2 separate regions of the Zea mays genome follow, and region 2 is linked to region 1. Evidence: chromatin contacts called from public Hi-C data. All regions are on one chromosome and are shown on one strand. Each heading gives the region's core, a stretch centred on a gene start, on an enhancer-like site or on the middle of the called end of the contact. The rest is flanking DNA. Distances are from core to core; before and after follow the strand shown.

The links. Hi-C and Micro-C count contacts between places; a contact is called where the count stands out from the background.
Region 2: a contact with region 1 is called in a Hi-C map of ear, with 2.9 times the contacts expected there. The contact joins the promoter of LOC100273124 here to the promoter of LOC103651208 in region 1. A contact is called at or near these places in 2 of 25 Hi-C or Micro-C datasets (ear and tassel).

Annotation. Positions count from the first base shown.
Region 1 is chr3:203,075,109-203,081,982 of Zm-B73-REFERENCE-NAM-5.0, forward strand. It overlaps LOC103651208 (probable alpha,alpha-trehalose-phosphate synthase [UDP-forming] 7), which reads right to left and starts at 3,112. Exons shown (of 3, transcript NM_001301547.1): 1 at 1,076-3,112. The coding sequence starts at 3,048.
Region 2 is chr3:203,318,734-203,325,607 of Zm-B73-REFERENCE-NAM-5.0, forward strand. LOC100273124 reads left to right here and starts at 2,615. Exons shown (of 12, transcript NM_001147571.1): 1 at 2,615-3,222; 2 at 3,350-3,522; 3 at 4,391-4,476; 4 at 4,564-4,613; 5 at 4,808-4,875; 6 at 5,134-5,234; 7 at 5,403-5,415. The coding sequence starts at 2,792.

The DNA.
Region 1 (6,874 bases), core at 1,862-4,361:
CCTAAAAGGGTATTCTAACATTAAGTGATGTTAACCATGGTTATTAAAGCGGTAAAACATTAAAACGTTATGGACCAACTTTTTAACATTTAAACGTTTAAACGAATGTTGAAACGTCTTTTCAAACTTGACATAGAAATTCAAATATAGAATAAACATACATAAGTTGAGTTCACAAACCAAATAGCATAAAAAGAAACAGATCATGTTCAAGAACACAAGTTCAACCAACTTATATGCATGATCAGTAACCATCATCGAACTCATCAATATGAAGACCATGGGCTGCTGTGGGCGCAGTCAACGGCCGGCGGGCCGGCAGAGAGCAGTGGCTAGCTGAGGAGAGGAGAGCGGCGACTGGCTATGGCTAAGGAGAGGAGAGAGGAGAGCAGAGCGGCAGCCGGCGCAGAAGAGGAGGGCGGCGGCCGGCTGTGGATGAGGAGAGGAGAGAGGAGAGCAGAGCGGCAGCTGGCTGAGGGAGTGAGGGCGCCGCGTCCAGCGCTGGCCAGTGCCCAGGAAAGTGACCTAGAAAATGCTAAAGGCCCAAGAAAGGCCCAGGGCGGGTAGAACGTTCTCAGAACGTGTAAAACGCCCTAAAACGCTATTTGGACGCTTAAACGACGTTTAAACGCTCGAAACGGACGTTCTACGCCCTAAACCAAAAACGTTCGGACGTTCCAACTTTTAAACACGTTTTCTCGTTTAAAAGACGTTTAAACGACGTTTTAATAACAATGATGTTAACGCTCCATACAATCCGAAAATGGGAAACATTAATAACCAACTTAACAACCTCCATACAGTATTTTAGTGCTAAATCACAATTAAGGGTTTTCTTTTCTAATCTCTTCTCAGATGCACTGCACCTCTTCCCAGTTCCCAATTTCACAGAAAATGTAATCAATACAATTTGAGATGTTGCACAAATAACCAAACCAACAGTTTCAAGGTTTAGTAATAGCGATGAAAAAACAAGACTGCTGTACTGTTCTTGCTATTTATATAAAAAATAGTATCCAGATGCCACCACTTCACCCAAAAAAAAATACACTTGTGCAGAAATGGGAAACCATACCTCAAGATGTAACCATGTTCAGCTGCAATCCCCAATTTTGGACATGAGGAGAACCACTTTCCTAACGTATCTTTGTCTCTACCACTGACAAGAAAAACGATGTTTCTACTATCTGAGCAAAGGGTATTGATGATGTTCAAAACCTCTGGACTAGGTTCCTTGTTGATGGAAGTTTGAGGAACCAGTGTTCCATCATAATCAAGCAATATAGCCCTGCTCTCTGAAATCTCATAAGCATTAACAATTGAATCCATGTTAAGCTTTCTGAAATGAGGGTCCAAGGCCACCACCCTGAAACCAAAACCCAACCCTATGCCCCAACAAGTCCTCTTAAAGTGGTCCCTACAAGCCCTTTCCAAGTCTAGGATGAAGCTCTTTGACCAATAAGCAACATCATGGCTGCTGACATAACGGTAATGTTTCTCATGCCTCAACTGTTTTTCCTGTTCTGGCATTGAAATGGCCTCATTCATCGCCTCTGCTGTTGCCTCTATATTCCATGGGTTAACCCTAATAGCACCACTCAGTGACGGCGAGCAGCCAATAAACTCTGACACAACCAGCATGCTCTTCTTTGGCCCACTCACCTCTGATACTGACTCAGATCCTGGTGCACCCTGCCTACAGACAATGTACTCATATGGTGTTAAGTTCATCCCATCCCTCACAGCAGTCACAACCACGCATTCCGCTATCGTATAATAGGCAACCTTCTCGACACTTGACACATCACGATTGATGAAAACAACAGGGCTATACCCTGACTGGCCAAAGTCTACATTGATCCTCTGGCAGCTCTGCTCAATCTCAGCCTGGATGGCTTCCAGATCCTTACCCCTTCCACGGGCTGGGTTAGCAATCTGCACTAACACTGCTCTCCCCTGCCACTTGGGATGTGTCCTCAACATGTTCTCAAATGCAAGAAGCTTCAAATTGATCCCCTTAAAGATATCCATATCATCCACACCAAGCAAGACAGTTTTGCCCTGAAACTGCTGTTGAAGCTCAGAAAGCCTCCACTCCCTATCAGGCAAGCGCAGACCCGACTCCAACTGACCCATATGAACTCCCACCGGCATGATCTTGATCCCTACAGTGCGGCCAAAGTAATCCAATCCAATGTACCCACGCTTTGACTGGTATTCAATTCCCAGCATCCTACTGCAGCACGAGAGGAAGTGCCTGGCGTAATCAAAAGTGTGGAACCCAATGAGGTCACAATTGAGCAGCGCCTTCAGTATCTCGTCGCGAACAGGGAGGGTGCGGTAGATCTCGGACGAGGGGAAGGGGCTGTGGAGGAAGAATCCGATGCGGAGGCGGTTGAAGCGGCGGCGGAGAAAGGTAGGCAGCGCCAGGAGATGGTAGTCATGAACCCAGACGTAGTCATCCTCTGGGTTGATTACCTCCACGACCTTCTCAAAGAAGAACTTGTTGGCGAGCACGTATGCCTCCCAAGCGCTGCGGTCGAAGCAACCGTTGCCGGGTGACGAAGTGGCGACGGAGGAAGAGGTAGCGGCGGCAGACGCGGAAGCGGGCGATGAGAAGGGGAGCATGTAGTGGAACAGAGGCCAGAGCTGGCGCTTGCAGAAGCCGTGGTAGAACCGGTCGTTGAGGTGGTCAGGGAGGAACACCGGCGCGCAGCGGAATCGGTCGAGCAGCGCCTGCGATACCGCGTCCTGCTCGGCTGCGGGGACGTCGGCGCGGAGTGATCCGACGAAGAGCACCTCCATCTCGTCGGGAATGCCGTCGCGGAGCTGGAGCAGGAGCGAGTCATCGTCCCACGAGAAGGACCACCCTCGGCCGTCGGGCCTGCGGCGCGCGACGATGGGCAACTGATTCGAGACCACTATGAGGCGGTCCGCCGCCACGGACGAGGGCACGTCGGAGGCGACGCTGCTGGTCGCGGCCGGCTCCGACTCGTCCTCGCCGTCGAGCTCCGTCAGCGTCCCCGGCACCGTCATCACCCGCGACATCCGCCGCAGCCCGAACGACCCATGCCTCTGCCGCCCGCTGCCGCCGACCGGGCCCAGCGCCGCGAAGTTGCCCTCCGCGAGGTCGAGCAGGTTGGTATACGACCGCGACATCATGGCCGAAACACCGAGCGGAGAGAAAAGCTTCGCCGCGAGAGGTGAGCCGGCCCGCTTTGATTTGATCTGGTGGCGGCGGCTCGAGAGAGAGAGGTGGTGTGGCCGGGAAGGGTGGGGGAGAATTTTGCAAACATGACACCGCCGTGGGAGGGCTTCAAATATTTGGCACCGCCGTCGTGGTAATTGTAAGCGTGACATTCAAATCTCCTGAGTTTTGCAAATTTGGCGTTGCGGTCGGTTAATGGTCATTAGGAAGTCTCTCGTTCCCGTGCTGCCCTCGCTCCGTTAGGAATTTGCCGGCGTCTTGTTGTTGTACCGTCTCCCGTGAGTCTCCCGTATTCCATTCTCCTCTCCTCTCGCCCTGGCCGTCGTCTTCCTCGAGCTGAGCTCGTCTGTTCGTCCCGGCGCGCACTGGGTGCAGGCTGTCGTCTACCTCGAGCTGGTCTGGTCGTCCCCGCGCGCACTGGGTGCAGTCTGTCGTCTTCCTCGAGCGCATTCTTGCCCGCGCACTGGGTGCATTCGTTCCCACGCGTACCGGATCTCACGCTTCCCTGCCTCTGCTGTTCCTGCGCTCGTGGTCCATTGCGCGTAGAGCCACTCCATTGCGCGGATCCAGTCCCCCAACGCCGTCGTCTCTGGTAATTATTTCCTTTGCGTCGATCCTTTCCAGTTAGTGTCGTCCAGCGACTATTTAGCGTAGTACATTTTCGATGTAATTTGGAACTGGCACTTCCATTTCGCGGTTCATGTCCCATTGAGCATATATTGTATGTGCAGTGTATTAAGTATGAATAATACTCCCAACGATGAGGCAGTACCCCCAATGGACGAAACGATTGCATGCACTGTCGAAGAACACCAGTGGGCATTGACTTGTATTAGCACACAGCCTACAGTGGTTAGTAGTTTGAATTTATTGTATGCAATTTAGTAGTTATGTAATGTATTACAACTGTTATTGGTTAATAGGGGAGTGGCCATGGAATTCATGATATTGATTGGGATTCAATAATGGTGGAAGAAACCAACAACGAAGAAGGAAGAAATCATGTTACTAGTGAAAAAGGTCTATATTATCAGCTTGGACTGGATACTCAAGATGATAGAAGGGAAGAAGATTCAAGTGCTTCCCGTTTTGGAAATAGCAATCCATGTGAAGAAGAATTGGGAGCAGGCATTCCGTGTTCTGATGCGGTGCTTGATGAGACGAGGACCATATATGATATGAACAATCCAGTAATGCAGCCTGGCAGCTTGTATGCAACAATGCACCACTTCAGACTGGCAATTAGACAATACGCCATAAATAAAGAATTTGAGCTTGGAATTGAGGCAACCAATAAAACTAGATTTAGAGGGTATTGTAAAGGGCCTGATTGCCCTTGGAGCATTCATGCCAGACTTGAGATAAAAGGGGCTCCAACAATTCAAGTAAGCTGAGAATATAGCTTTTTCACTTAATATGTACCTTTCGTGCTCAAAGAATATAGCTATTGACACTTGAACCAATTTTGCAGGTAATTGTCTTGAATGACAAACATACTTGTACTTCGAGTGGTAGACGTAAGACGACGACACCTACAGGAGCTTGGGTTGCGGCACGTGCCCTTCCTTTGCTAATGAAGAAACCTCATATGGGTGCTAAGGAGCTGCAAACTACATTGCAGGACACTTTTGGTTGTACTATTGCATATGACACAGTTTGGCATGGGAAAGAGAAAGCTTTGAAAGAATTATTTGGAAGTTGGGAAGAGAGCTTTCAGCTACTATGGCGTTGGAGAGAAGCGGTTATGCAAAAGTCACCGGATAGTGTCATTGAGCTAGATGTCAAAATGGATGAGGGGCGTCCTTTCTTCAGTAGATTTTTTTGTGCGCTCGGTCCATGCATTTCTGGTTTCAAGGGTGGGTGCCGACCATACCTTAGTGTTGACTCCACAGCTCTTAATGGAAGGTGGAATGGTCACCTATGTTGTGCAATAGGTGTTGATGGGCACAATTGGATGTATCCAGTAGCATATGGATTTTTTTAGGCAGAAAATACTGAAAACTGGACATGGTTCTTTCTTCAGTTGCACAAGGTTGTGGGGGATCTACCTTTGTTAGCATTGTGTTCAGATGCCTGCAAAGGTCTTAAAAATGCTATGAACAATGTCTTTCCGCATGCTGAGAAAAGGGAGTGTTTTAGGCATCTCATACAAAACTACATAAAGTTGTTTGGTGGGTCTGAGTACATGTATCCAGCAGCTAGAGCTTATAGGAGAGAAGTCTTTGACCACTATTTTAGTAGCATCCAAGAAATTCCTAGGGTCAGTAGTTGGCTAAATGAGCATCATGACTACCTTTGGTACAGAAGTGGCTTCAATACGGACATCAAGTGCGACTACGTGACTAACAACATTGCTGAGGTTTTCAACAATTGGATTAAGGATTGGAAGGATTTGCCTGTATGTGATTTGGCTGAAAGGATAAGGGAGGAAATTATGGTGATGTTTCACAGGCGGAGGAGGATTGCACAAAGGTTGCAAGGAAGGATTTTACCTTCGGTCCTGCATATCCTACACGACAGAACTAGAGGTTTGAGTCATTTATCAGTTCGTAAAGCTGACAACTACATTGCTGAGGTAAGGGATAACAATGATGTGCATTCGAAGCACATTGTCAATGCTCATTTGCGGGAATGCTCTTGCAAAGAGTGGCAGCACACGGGCAAACCATGTAACCATGCTTTGTGCTTGATAACAGCTCAAGAATTTAGGGATGTCAGAATGGAGGATTTTGTCGATGAGTACTACTCTGTATCTCATTTCACCACAGCATACTCAAGGGTGGTTCCACCTATCGGTGACAAATCCTTTTGGCCAGAAGTCCCTTTCGCAAAAGAAGTTGGTGCTCCAATTGGAAAACGAGCTGTGGGTCGACAGAGGAAAAATAGGATGAAAGGATGCCTTGAGGGAGGTAGTTGAAAAAAGAAAGTTAACACTGACAATGGTAAGACAAGCATTCGGGGAAAGATCAAGTGTCCAAACTGTGGTGAACTAGGACACAGGAAAGCAAGCTACAAATGTCCATTAAATGGCACAAAGAAAAGGTTACAAAGAAAAGTGTTCAATCTGTTTATTTTCTGATATTAACTAATATCTGTGACCAAACTGTCTATCTTGAAGTACTAACTACTATCTGTACCTATGTCATCACAGGAAGCGAAAGCCTAGGAAAAATTCAACAAAAGGTTGGTTTCCCAAAGATGTACCTGAGTCATCACAGGCAGGTGTCCAAGAGAATGAAGCCGTCCTTGCAATTATACCAGCTAATGAAGATCTAGTTGAAATTCCTTTGTCGCCACCAGAAACCATAAATGTCACAGAAAGACCTTCGTCGCCACCCGAAGAACGTGTAGTTCGTGTCTTAGTTAAAAAGATCACACCTAGGAAGAAGAATGTTTGAGTACTATGGTCTGTGTATGAAACCATGTTATTTCTGTGACATTTGTATGGTACTTTGTCCTCTGTATGAAACTATGGTATTTCTGGGACATTTTTATGCCCCTTGAATTCACCATTTCGTCAACCAGCTGTTGTTATTGCAGACTATTTTTATGCCTCTTGAATTCACCATTTGGAACTATGCTGCTGGACCATGGTGTGCAGACTGTTATTGCTGCTGCGCAGACTGCTATTTTTGTGTTATTGCAATGGACCAGCCAAGCAGCAAG
Region 2 (6,874 bases), core at 1,365-3,864, 240 kb after region 1:
GCAAGAGGTGTATTCATAAAATATGCTGGAATCCATGACTCACGAATTTCATACCTATTAGACATCCACCCGTTCCTCTCTAGACCGTACTTCATTATGAAAGCATTCCACCGTGTCTCAAATTCATCTCCAGTTTCTGAACCCCACACACAAGCATTCAATGTAGTCCAAAAATTCTCCTCATTTGTTTTTGCATGGCCAACTTTTTCAGGAACTTTCTCCAAAATATGCCACATACAAAACCTGTGTACTGTTTCAGGGAATATAGAGGCAATAGCAGCTTTCATGCTTGCGTCCTCATCAGTTATGATAAGCCGTGGGGCTTTTCCTCCCATAGCTGTGAGGAATGTTTTAAACAGCCACTCGTAGGACTCAATCCTCTCATTTATTAAGAAACCACCTCCAAAAAAGACACTTTGCATATGATGGTTGACACCAGTGAATGGTGTAAACTTCATATTATAATGGTTTGTGATGTATGTGGAGTCAAATGACACAAGATCACCAAAATGTGAATAATTTTTCCTGCTCGTAGCATCAGCCCAGAATATGAATAGCAACTTTCCGTCCTCGTCCACAATGAAATCATAAAAAAACATAATTAGCCTCCTTCTTTCTCTCTAGTTGTGCGACAAATAATTGTGCATCTGCATCCTTTATTTTCTCCCTTAGTCCTCGATAGTAATTCTGGAGATCCCGCTTTGTACAACCAATATTATTAAATCCACCATCACTGACTTGTAGGATTCTAAATGCCTGTGAGGTACCTATGCTTGCTTTGTGACATGTAAATAATGTATGCTTGGCTCTTTCACTCACAACACGGTTCGATCGGAGGAAAGGGGTCTTATCAGGAGAGCAAAGTGGATGATTATGCTCCTCAACCAATGCAGTGATATGGTACTTCTTGTCCGGACCCAACTTCACATACATATTTGCATCACACCCACATCTTGTCAGTGCATGTTTCTTTTGTTTTATAGCAGGACCATCTGTCTCATTCACCTTCTTAAAACCTGCCCTTGAACACATAAATCTCTTGTTAATAACCTCATCAAGAGCTTTATTTTGAGGACCAATACGCACTGAAAAGCCTCCATGGTGTGCATAGGATTTGTAGAACTCTTCTGCATCCTTTAAAGAATCAAAACTCTTTCCTAAAATAGGCTTTGTTCCATCCACATAGACATGAATAAATGATGAACACTGCAATGTGACATAAAAAAAATTGGAAACACAAACAAGTGAAATTGTTGTACACGAGCTAGATGCATGATCGAAGGTGCTCACCACTGCTGGGACGTTTGGTGTTTTTTCTGGTGTACTATGGCATTGAGAGGATGATACACCAGATGTAATACGCGACTTATCTAACCAAGAATCAAAAGAAAGACGGCGCACAACAGGGCTGTGGATATCCTCCATGCCTTTCATGACTGTTGCAGCGCTCCCTTGGCCGATGACGGGCGTGATGATCTGCTGGTCATGGACTCCATCTGTGTCTTCCGGCCGGCACACGAGATTGGAAGACACCTGAACTCCATCCGCACCTACGTGAGAGGAGTCCATGGCGGCGCTGAGGGAAGAATACGATCTGGAAAGAGAATAGATCGATCGGGTGGGTTGTGTTCCGTCAGGGGTGATTAGTAAAATGATTATGGGCTAAGTGGCCAAGGTGGGAGGGGTTAGATGTAAAAGAGGCACTGAACGTTGGATTAGAGATGAAGGCTTCATAATTAAAGTGCTCACGGCGCACGTAAGGCCTGTGCTCACAGGATACGTTCCCAACGTGCGCTAAAATATTAGTGCATAATTCATTTTCGAGGGCTGTTGCTGCATGCGTGGGGTCATTTTTCGGAGAGAGAAAAGGGAAAATTCTCGTTCCTTTCCACGCTGTCGAAGGAGTCCTAAGTCTGTGTGCATAGATGAAAGTGGTAAAATTATAGCATCTTTTAGATTATAATTACAAATATGTAAAGTCATTTATAAGAGTGGGTTATGGAGAGTTGCTATCTGTAAGGATGTCAAATAGTTAGTTGGTGTTTGGTTCCTGCAAACTAATTTTTATTTTATTTTCTAAATTGCTAACTAAAATTAGTATTTAGAAACCAAACACTCCTTATATTTTGTTTGGTACTCTAGTATTGACCTCAATTCACATGTGTTTAAGGTTTGTTCGTTTCACCGTTAATCCATATGGATGAGGTGATATTGAGTCAGTTTAAATTCATAGCAAGTTAAAATATAGCTCAATCCGTTCCAATACATTCCAATTTATATGGAATTGTAATAACCGAACAAGATCTTAGGTGGATTAGAGTGTAACTCCAATCCACATGTGTTTAAGTGGATTCACCCCAATCCAGCTAAACACATGTGGATTGAGATTAATATTAGAGTAACCAAACTAGACCTTATGTTTTGTTTGATTATTCTAATATTTATCCTAATCCATATAGGTTGATTGTGTCGAGGTTGATTGTGATATAAATTAGTTTAAATTAAACTCAATATATCTCAAGATACGTGGATTGAGATCGACTACGAAATTATCTCTTCTGTTGGCCCACGCTCGGAAATCGCCGCGACGAGGTGCTGGATTTTGACTTGCTACCAGAAACCGGAGCTAACCAAATCTGCCGCAAAACCCCTCGCCTGCGGCTTCGCGTTGGCCGGCAACCGCCGCTGTTGCCGACACTTCAACGCGTACCTCGCGCCCCCGCGCTGCTGATGCGATCAGCGACGCACGCCAGATCCGAGCTTCTGTAGGACCTTCAGCCGTCCCCGTCCCATGGGGGACTGCGTCGTCGAGGACGGCCACGTGCACCATCCCTCGGATGAGGTGGAGGGCGCGGTTCCATTGACGGTAGCCGTGGAGCTCGATGAGCGGGCGGGAGAGTCACGGGAGGAGGGTGGTGGGCAGCGGAAGAAAGTGGGCGGGATCCGAAGGGAGCCGTCGTTCTCGCGGTGGTGCAGGGACACCTCTGTCGCCGCCGCCTCCAATACTGCCGTTGCTGCGGCGATCAGCGACAGCGACAGCGACGACTCAGAGGAGTTCGACCTACCGCTCCTGCCATCCTCCTCGGGCGGCGGGAGCTCACCTATGGACATTGAGGCGGGGGCGACGGTGAGATCTGATGATCTGCCGATCTCACCGAGGTTGCTTGCGAAGGTCATTGGGTTGATAGCGTGTTGGTACACGCTGAGCACATGCTTGACTCTGTAAGTAACACGTATTGTTCGTTAATACTGTTGTGCGGATTTTCCGGCTACCTTCGTGTGCGGATGTGTTTGTTGCTCGTGTTCATTCCGTGCCCGTGCGCGTGCTCTCATGTGGACATATGGTCAGGTACAACAAGGAGATGCTGGGGAAGCACATGTGGAAGTTCCCGGCGCCATTCCTGATGAACACGGTGCATTTCACGATGCAGGCTGTGGCGTCCAGGGCCATAGTGTGGTTCCAGCAACGTGGCCTGGAGGGAGGGCCAAACAAAATGTCGTGGAAGGATTACTGTTTACGAGGTGGGTGTCTGGGTGATGTGCTGTTTCCAATATTGTTCAGGTGTCTCCTATAGTCGGTTACTGGGGTGAGTATCAGTTCCATATATAGTGCGAAGTGTCATGTGAATCGGATAGCTCGGTGCTCCATAATCAGCAATACTAACTTTGGCTAATATGGACTAGTGGTGGATGTGGATAGGATTGCCACACAAAGTATAACTAGCATCAGGGAAGCGTAGTCGAAATTAGTTTTTGGGGGTAAGGTATGAGCATCGAGCTAACTTCAAGCAAGTGTTTTGGTGTGGAAAAACCATGAGGCCAACTGCGTATACAGAACAACCTATATGCTAGATTAAGCAAGGACGGAAAACTGCAATCCTTTGTGGCCTTACTTCTTTTAAATGGCAATCTCACGCATGCTCCCACTTAGAGCTTGTTTGGTTACGCCAATCCAGAAGGAGATTGGAGGGGATTAAATCCCCTCCTAGTAAAAATGATTAGAAGAGGATTTAACCCCCTGCAATTCCCTTTTAGATTGGCGTAACCGAACAAGCCCTTAGGGATCAAACCCTGGTTGCGGGTGGCGCAATCCCTCACATTTACCACCACAATGTGAATAAAAACTGTTACAGGGCCATATGAGCTCAAAAATAGAGTTTGGTTGCACTTCCCTTGTTTGCATCTTTGGTATTACATTTCAGTAAATTTGTATCATGGTCTATGATCTAGAAAACACATCTCACTCGATTTAATAAAAAATAGTAAAAGATTATCATAATTTTTCTGCCTGTTTATCCATTTGTTTGTATTTTGTTTAAGCTGCAACAAATAGAAAGTTCAATATTTACTCTGGTTTGTATGTATAATAATCCCAGTATTGGTTGTGCAGTTGTCCCAACAGCTTTGGCTACTGCTCTTGATATAAATCTGAGCAACATTTCACTTGTTTTCATTACTGTGACATTTGCTACAATGGTATAATTCTTTCTAAAATGATCAATATTTGTTCTTTCTACTAATTAGTATTTGGGCTTCTAATCACCCTTTTAAATTCTTGTGCAGTGTAAATCTGCTTCTCCAATTTTCATTCTTCTCTTTGCTTTTATGTTCAGGTACTTTGCTTGCTACTCGGTCTTTAGTTGCATGGGCCTTATTGTCTTCAGTTTTAGCAACTTCTCGCTTTCATTGAATGTACTTATGTTTTTTCTTATGTTACTTGTCTCTACATTTCTCTTTCCATGTTCTTCTGCTATGCTTTATATCATTTTTCTTGTTACAAGCTGAAGTTTACCTTCTTGTTTGGAAGGCTTGAGAAACCAAGCTTTAGCCTTCTTGGAATCATGCTGGTTGTTTCGTTTGGAGTTCTACTAACAGGTAACACATATTACATTAACATATTCAGGGTTAAAACAACACCCTTCCAAGTTCCAACTAGTGTGTTACTAAATTATAGGGTTGGTAGTATACTATGTGGACTACTGTTGCATCTTAATTCTCAACTCCATGCCACTTACATTTTTCTGAAAGTTGTCTTATCAGCTTACTGTTGCATCTTAATTCTTAACTTCACGCCACTTTCATTTCTTTTGTCTTACCATCTTTTTGACCATGGCCTAACTTCGTACCTTGCAGTTGCTAAAGAGACAGAATTTAATCTGTGGGGATTTATATTTATTATGCTTGCTGCTGTTATGTCTGGTTTCCGCTGGTCCATGACTCAGATTCTTCTCCAGGTTTGTTATTGTATAATGTTTTGGCAGTTTTTTTATTTTGTACTTTTTAAATACTGTGGTCGGACAGGATACCTAGTCCTGTTAGCTTCGTATATGGTTGCATTTCCATTTATCCCTGTCGTGACTGAACTTTTGCCTCTTTTTTTATGTCCTCCGGAATTCCTGAAGAAAGAGGAATACGGTAAGCTTTCTATCTTAGCATTTTACTCACAGATACGAGCATTATTACACCTTTCATCAGTGTGATAGCATCAGGCGCTAGGGCTGGACAAAATACTCGTGGCTCGTGAGCTTACTCGGCTCGTGGTGAGCTCGGCTCGACTTGGCTTGTTTCAATTTTGTCACGACTTTGTTAATGAGCCAGCTCAAGTCGAGCTCGAGCCAGCTCGTTAGCTCGAACGAGCAAACCATTTGTCTGCAAAACAAAGCCTGCACTTGTGTTGGATGAACTAATAAATGATAAACTGTGTTAATTTGGTGTTGAATTGACGTGGTATGTGAAATTATGAGTATTATTACTCTTTTCTAGTGTAAGATTGGTCTAGAATTAACTAGTAATTGATTATATTGTTATATATGTATATTATTTTTTTGTTGTGGCTCGCGAGCTAAACGAGCCAGCTCGAGCTCGCAAACGAGCCGAGCTGATTCTCTAGCTCGGTTTCTTAACGAACCGAGCCATCTTGTTACATTAATGAGCCAGCTCGCCGAGCCGGCTCAATATCTAGCCCTATCAGGCACACATGGTTAGGATCAGGATTCTTGGTAGGATTTTTTTTTTGCTTAACAGTAAGATTTGTAATCTACTACAACTATAAAGCACGAAAATCGATGCGCAAAGACTCGAACTTGCGCCCTCCAGAAGGGTAGGTTTGTTCTCTACCACTGCAACACACATCTATTTGTTAATCTGAAAATAAAAAATAAAAAATATAATCATGTTTGAATAAATGTCTCATTATATCAAGGTTTATCTATATGATATATAGAAACCATAGCAATTTACGAGCAACTACCTAGTATGTTGTAAAGATTGAATCCTATGATATTTATTTTGATTAATTTAATTGTTTTTTTAAATAAATGGACCTATTGTTATTATTTTCATTCACCTAATATTTTGTCACAACCAAGCCATTTAAAATCATTACTTCAGTTATTATGTAGGATTGTAGTATCATTGGTTGTGGACTCCTTTGTGGGACACCAGCACCGTTGTCAACCTAAGCAACAGCCCAGCTCAAGCTGTGGCTATGCGACGTCAGCAGCATGCAAAACAGAATGGTGGTAACGGGAGGGAAATTAGGAAGGATTGTTAGGTAAGTTTGTTGATTAGGAGGTGCATCTAAATTATAATGGAGCACCTTAGTTTGGATTGTAAGCATCGAAGACACTTCCTGTGTCGGGGTGTCGGATGTGGGTTTTCTCTTCAACGGTGGCGTCAGAGTTTTCCACTGCTGCCGCCATCAACCATGACTCCATCAGTTCCTCGCTATTCCCTGCGTACCTTGCCTCCCCATCTACTCCTACTTATTGTCCACGCCATATCAATTTGGAATCATATGTAAGATCCTACCGATCTTATGAGATCAGGATACTATGAAATTTAAGATTCATGTTTGGTTCGGTATCGTTTTGGC